Linked DNA regions of Mus musculus: region 2 is linked to region 1. A link is a contact called in public ChIA-PET data. All regions are on one chromosome and are shown on one strand. Each heading gives the region's core, a stretch centred on a gene start, on an enhancer-like site or on the middle of the called end of the contact. The rest is flanking DNA. Distances are from core to core; before and after follow the strand shown.

What was found. ChIA-PET counts read pairs in DNA pulled down with a chosen protein or histone mark.
Region 2: a contact with region 1 is called in an RNA polymerase II ChIA-PET map of memory CD8 T cells, with 27 read pairs. The contact joins two enhancer-like sites. A contact is called at or near these places in 4 of 39 promoter capture datasets (the C10 cell line, cranial neural crest, liver and 1 more), 2 of 15 datasets of contacts at CTCF or cohesin (CD8 T cells and the NIH/3T3 cell line), 1 of 484 Hi-C or Micro-C datasets (tail fibroblasts) and 7 of 115 datasets of contacts at active chromatin or transcription factors (bone marrow-derived macrophages, craniofacial prominence, embryonic basal ganglia and 4 more).

Annotation. Positions count from the first base shown.
Region 1 is chr9:118,167,388-118,170,549 of GRCm38.p6, reverse strand. It overlaps Gm17399 (predicted gene, 17399), which reads right to left. Exons shown (of 2, transcript NR_155294.1): 2 at 168-845. Among named protein-coding and RNA genes, the nearest start is that of Gm17399, 19 kb to the right of the region's middle. Within about 2 kb of position 1,794, at least 24 of the 459 cell types and tissues checked have an H3K27ac peak or open chromatin away from gene starts, as enhancers often do. A contact at or near this core is called in CD8 T cells and memory CD8 T cells, where this site is marked.
Region 2 is chr9:118,451,832-118,454,958 of GRCm38.p6, reverse strand. All of the region lies in intron 2 of Gm33408 (a long non-coding RNA gene), which reads left to right. Among named protein-coding and RNA genes, the nearest start is that of Platr11, 6.2 kb to the right of the region's middle. Within about 2 kb of position 1,343, at least 14 of the 459 cell types and tissues checked have an H3K27ac peak or open chromatin away from gene starts, as enhancers often do. A contact at or near this core is called in CD8 T cells and memory CD8 T cells, where this site is marked.

The DNA.
Region 1 (3,162 bases), core at 545-3,044:
TCACTGCCCACACACCACCACACACTGGGCTATCTCACTGCCCACACACCACCACACTGGGCTATCTCACTGCCCACACACAACCACACACTGGGCTATCTCACTGCCCATGCATGCTCCCAAGAGATTTTTGAGGATGAGGAGTGAAATTCCAAGCAGGTCAAAGGGCTTTTGACACCATGTGTAGCATTTTATTTTCGATTATTTGTAAGAGGTAAAGATGAACCACAAGCGTTTTACTTTAAATTGTTTAAAGACACAGACAAGTGACAAATGAGATAACCATCTCATTGTGTGATGTGTTTTCTAGAACAATGTGCAAAGTGTAACTTCATTGGTACAGAAAATCTGCTGCCTGATGCATACTGTACTTAATTGAGAAATGCAGCAAAACTGAAGGATCTCTCCTGGACTGCAAATGAAGTAGGTTACTTTGTGTGGGAAGGAGTTAAAGCCAGAGTAAGGGCAGGAGGACTCCTCTACAGTATGAGTTTCACACAAGCATAAGATTTATTTCTATAACAAGAAGGGACATTAATTAAGAAGGAGATGCAGAGATGCCTTTCTGTTACCAACAGAACAGCCTGTACTTCACACCTAGGTCTCTGGCTATTTCCAGGTCTCGCTCTTGCTTACGGGATGGAAGCATCTATGCCTTGGCGTTTACTGCAAAGCCATGGCTGTCAGCGGACAAGTGACTCCTCTGTGCATGTGGACACTCGATGGGCTCCTGTGTTAAGGGATGAAGGAAGAGGAAGATGCCATTATTCTTCAATGAAGTTCAGGCAGAAGGTCTTACAGGAAGACATTGCACTTCATCATTAGTTACTGCTGGCTTTCTAAGTCTGCAGGCAAAAGACACAAGAGGGAAATGATCTAAACCAAATCTCAGTCAAGAATTCCACCCACCAAATTGTAAAGCGAGAACTAGAGGAGACTGTATTGACCCAGTTGATTCTAGTATGACTAGATCAAGATAAATGTGATTGACGCTGTGCCTGTCTGGCCCTTTCTTACCCCAATCAAAACCCATGTCGATGAAAAGGGTCTGCTTTGATGGTCCCAAACGTGATAGGAAGAGCCGCTCCCTTTAGTCATTTCCTGTTTGTCAGTTTTTTTTTTTTTTATCTAGGTGTTAGGTTTAAATTTGGAACATGCGAGGTGCAGTGAACTTGTCTTGGGCAGAAGAAGAAAAAAGGAAGAAAGAAGCTTAAGTTGCCTATTTTTAAATGGAATATAATTTAATCTATAAGGCAAGGTAACATCTTCTAGTTGTGAGAGTGACGTTGCTATACAGTTTGCACAGTACCAGCAGGTGCTTGTATGTAAAGCATGGCTCTGATTGCTTATGAATTGTTAAGTCTGTGATTTGAAGCTTGGTTTGGGAAATGCTGACATGGAAGGATGATGAAGGGGACAAGGAAAAGCAATAGATTCCAGTGTGGAGGAGAGTCAAACGTGAGACATCAGGAGCAGATGCCTGATGCATGAGGACAAAGCTTGTAAACCCCATTACGTCGTGTGATTTGTACTGGGAATCACAGTCGCAAAAATGCAGTTCGCTCTTAGCTAATGTACAAAGACGTGGAACGATCTACGCTGTTCTGATCTGAAGGGCGCCACAAGTGAAGCTCTGGCTTATACCACTGTGACCACTCTACTGACATTTCTGTCCCATCTTCTTCATGGTCCAACTCCTCTTCTAGAGTGAGGAAGATCAGTCCAGAGAAGCTTGTCCGCGGGTCTAATGTTACAACACTAGAGGGCAGTACACCAGAGCGTCATGCGTGTAGCTTACTGTAAAGGTGACAACAGCCTCCTTACACAGCCAGAAAGGAGGAACTAGAAGGTGTTGGTATCAGTCATGGCACAGCCCTGCTTCAACAGATGAAGGACTGAGATCTGCACCAATCACAAGACTTCTCTGTTCCACCAGAGGAAGTGTCCCCCCTATGGCTTGCACATCACAGTTGCAGGTCACTTACAGTTTAGCAAAGCCTGAGAGGGCTGCTTTCCAAGGCCACAGGACATGCTGTCTATAGTGACTGGGACATGTCTCGATCACCGTGTACTGGTTATCTGCAGCTGCTGGAGTGTTAGGGCAAACTCCTCCCTCATGTTCTCGTCAATCCTTTGTTGGGTTCTCTAAAATGTTGAGCAGAAAGGCTTTGGGAACTTTTCAATTGCTATCCCATAGCAGGCTCAGATTCTGAAAGACGCATCTCAAAAAGAAAAGTGTGTGTGGCCTTTGTTCACTGGGGTTTACCACAAATCAGTATAAGGCAGCTTTGTTGTGAGAATCCCTTTAAACACTTTCTGTGAATGATTCCAACGGTGAAGACCCTTCTTGAAGGACTGGAAGCCTTCAGCAGGGAACTGTCGGCCCGGTAGCTCTTTGCCTAGCAACACCTGGAACCTCCCTTAGGGAAGCTTGCCCATTTTTGACACTATAATCACTCTGAGGACACCACAGCAGCTTCAGGGAACCAATGCAGCCATGCACACTTGATGCTGGCACTGGGAGCCTTAAGGGAATTCTAAACAAGAGCACAACAGACCCAAGAGGCCATTGACAGTGGTGATAAGGGTCAGCACAATGCTGAGGAGGGTTCTGTTTGAGGAGGATGAAAAGGGCACCTTTGTCATTTGTGGCATAGTTTGGCAGCGCGGCTGTCTGTGGTAACCTAGGGAACAGAAGCAACGGCGACTTAAAGCACTCGGAGACTTGGCTGTAGAGGTGCACACACAAAGTGTAGACAGTGCCAGCTGGTGGCTTCTTCTAACCATGACTTCTTAACTTCAAGAAAAAGTTGAAAGAGAAAGCAACTGTGAGGTTGTGAGTCAAATTTAGAGGAAATAGAAAATCTTGACTTCATAGGCTTGAAGATAAAACTTTTTCTTTCTAGTGTCTGTTTCGGTATCTCATTATCTATATAATTCTCTGTCTCTGTCTTTGTCGTGTGCTTAATAAACAGGAAGATCAAATGTTGTACTTTCACTTATTTCCTTAAGGCTCCCAATGCCAAAGTCAAGTGTGCATGTTTTATTGTTGTTGTTAAGGAGAAACCTCTTTCTATATACCCTATCTGCACAAAAACTCTATCAAGGGACAAGACATGTAGCTTTGTTGGCAGAGTCCTTGAAAAGCTTGCACAAAAACAA
Region 2 (3,127 bases), core at 94-2,593, 280 kb before region 1:
TCCACTGTGGGCTCTTTAGCCTCCGGAACCAGAACACTTAACTTGCAGTTTGGTTTTGTTGTTGTTTGTTTGACAATTTCATAATTCATATAACATGCTTGGGTCAAACCCACCCTTCAAAATCCTGGTCCTCCAATTAGGCCCCTAGCTGCCCTGCTCCCAATAATATAAAATATATATGTGTGTATGTGTGTGTGTGTGTGTGTGTGTGTGTGTGTGTGTGTGTATTCCATTGGGTCATCCACTTAAACCCTGCCTGTGTGTGCACAGGACCATCTACTGGGGCATGTGTAGACTGTCAGAGACTGTCTCCCAGAAGAGAATGGATTGTCCCTTTCCCCAGAGCCCAGAGCCATCAATTGCCAATAGCTTCTTAGTTAGGGGTGGGATTTCTCCTCTCTCATTCACGCTGAGTTTTGTGCTAGCTTGATAGACTTCTTGTGTAAGTCTTAGGCATGTAGTTATGTCTCTTGGTTGATTTTTTTCCCCCTTTCTAACCTACAGAATTTTTGTACTGAGTCAAATTTCCAGCAGAACATTGGCTCTCTCTTAATGTCCTCCCCACCGGCCCCACATATAGGTACGGCATAGTTCTTACCTGGTGAGCGCCAGTGGTCAGTGTCAGGATGCTATTTGCAATCACTTTCCTCCTTATTAGGAAATTTTAAAATAATTTCTGTTTTATCTAGTGTGTGCCTATGTATGATACATGTGCGAGTGTGGGTGCTTGCATGCCACAGAGCATGTGTGAAGTCAGAGGCTGCTTGTAGGAGCTGGTCTCTCCTTCTGCCCACTGCCCACCGTGGGATCCCAGGGTGGAGTGCAAGTCCTTGGTGTTTTTACTTTCTGAGCCATCTGTACCTTACTTTTGGACAAGGTCTCTCTCTCTCTCTCTCTCTCTCTCTCTCTCTCTCTCTCTCTCTCTCTCCATAGAACTTGCCGTTTTCGATAGACTGACTGTCACGCCTCCGAGATTTGTTCGACTCTGACTCCCCCACCCCCCACCCCCCCCCACCCCCCGACCCAGGCGCCAGCCACTACAGGAGCTACAGGGCAGGGACCAGGCTGTCATTTTCATGTGGGAACTTTGGATCTGAACTCCGGTCCTCAAGCTTCTGTGTCAGGCACTTTCGCTTTGAACAAACCCAGAATACTGTTTCCTGAGAAGTAAAACATTAATATGTACCCCCCTTTTAATAACTAAAAGTAGAAACCTCACCATCTGCCCAGACCCCAGGGTGCTGCATCCCACCAGAACGCTTGCTTTCTGTTCTGAGCCATCCACACAAGCCTGCGCCCCCTCCGACTTCAGTCTGCAAGCAGGCACCGACACTCTCACGCTGACTCCTTACATGCTTCCTGGCAACAGTCTGAACTGAGACCTGCTGAGGAGAGTCCGTGGACAGTAGGAGCTCAGGATGCCCAAGGAGCGGGAGGAAATGTATCCAAATCTTCCTATCTTCTTTCATCATTGAAACTCGGAGACTTCAAATCTGGCCTCCCTGTTCTTAGTACAGTCTTAAACGCTGGCAAATAGAAGAAACAGGGGCATGCAGGCCTGTGATTTCTTTTCTCCCAGCTTAATCAGAAAAGGAAACACCGAACATGATTAAAGTGGCTGCATAACGTGGGATTTGGAGACATTAAAGCTACAGAGGGGCTTTATTGATTTGCCAGAATTATTTTTCTTCTTTCTCTCTCTCTCTCTCTCTTTTTTAAATATTGTTTGAGTGTGTGTGTGTGTGTGAGCACTCCTGCACAGTGCATGTGTAGAGGTCAGAAGACACCTTGTGGGCACTATTTCCCTTCTCGCATGGTAAGTTCTGGAGATCAAAGCTCAGGTCCTCAGACTTGGCAGCAAGCTTCTTTACCTGTTGAGCCAGCTCGCAGGTACTGAAATGACTTTTCTAAGCTACAGTTCTAAACGTCATGCCCCTCTAAATCCTTCTTTGACTTTTTCATGCTCTCCCACGGTTATGACCTTGAGTTGATCTTCAGTATAATTCTATTGGCAAGGGGGAACCCATCAGATAGTCAGACGCGTCTTTCAATATTTTTGACTGGCTGATGAGGCGCAGTGATAGGTGCAAAGGTATGACGGGAAGCGAACTAACCAGCCGGTCTCTTACGGGAGTTAGACGCTAGGGATCTGGGAATAGCTTATAAATTATTTTAACCCACTAGACTTCTATGATATGGCTCTGTGGCCTCATATAAGCATCTTCCAGAATCATTCGTTTTTTATGTTTAATGGCCAGAGGGACGTATAAGAAGTGTCCAGGGCTAGTGAGATCATTCACTGAGTAAAACAACTTGTATCCAAGCCTGATGATCCAAGATCAATCCTCAGGATTCCACAGTGGGTGGAAGAAGATAACTCACATGCGTGACTGCGGCACACCCAGGGTAAGGCTTGGGCCCTAGTTATAGGGGCTATGGTAGGCTTTTCCCCTGTCATCTTGTAGGGAGATCTCAGCTATAGACCTTCATACATAATCGCCATCTAACTTAGTCTCACATTCGCCCACCCAGCATGCCAGGATCTACTTGCTTAGCCAAATTAATCAATTAAGCACTCAGTGTCTTTAGTACCTTCCATGTCCAGACACTGCTCCAGGTATAATCAGTAACAAAACAGCTTACTCCTTTTGAGGAAGCAAGTGGTAATTGAGTACTATGTTCAGTACAAGTTAGACAAGCAAACCACGCTTTTGAATTTTTACCGGATCCAGAGTTTTTTGTGTAAAGTTCCTCCTTGCTCTCTGACTTGGGAAGTTCACTTGTTGATTAGAGCCTGAGAATAGGGATATACAATGTGTCCTTCAATAGTGCACTAAAGGGGTTGAGGTAGGGGTAAAAGTGCTTGCTGCCAAGCTTAATGGCTTGAGCCTGGCCCTGCACAGTGGTGGGAGATAGTAGACTTTAGCAAGTTGAGCTCTGACCTCCACATGCATGCTGTGGCACGTGTAGCCCCATAATAAATGAATAAATGTGCAGGGCAGTGGTGTCACATGCCTTTAACCCCAACACTTGGGGAGACAGAGGCAGGCAGATCTACATGAGTTTAAGGCCAGGCTCATCTACAGAGTGAGTTCCAGGACAGTCAAGGCTAAAACAGAGAACCCTA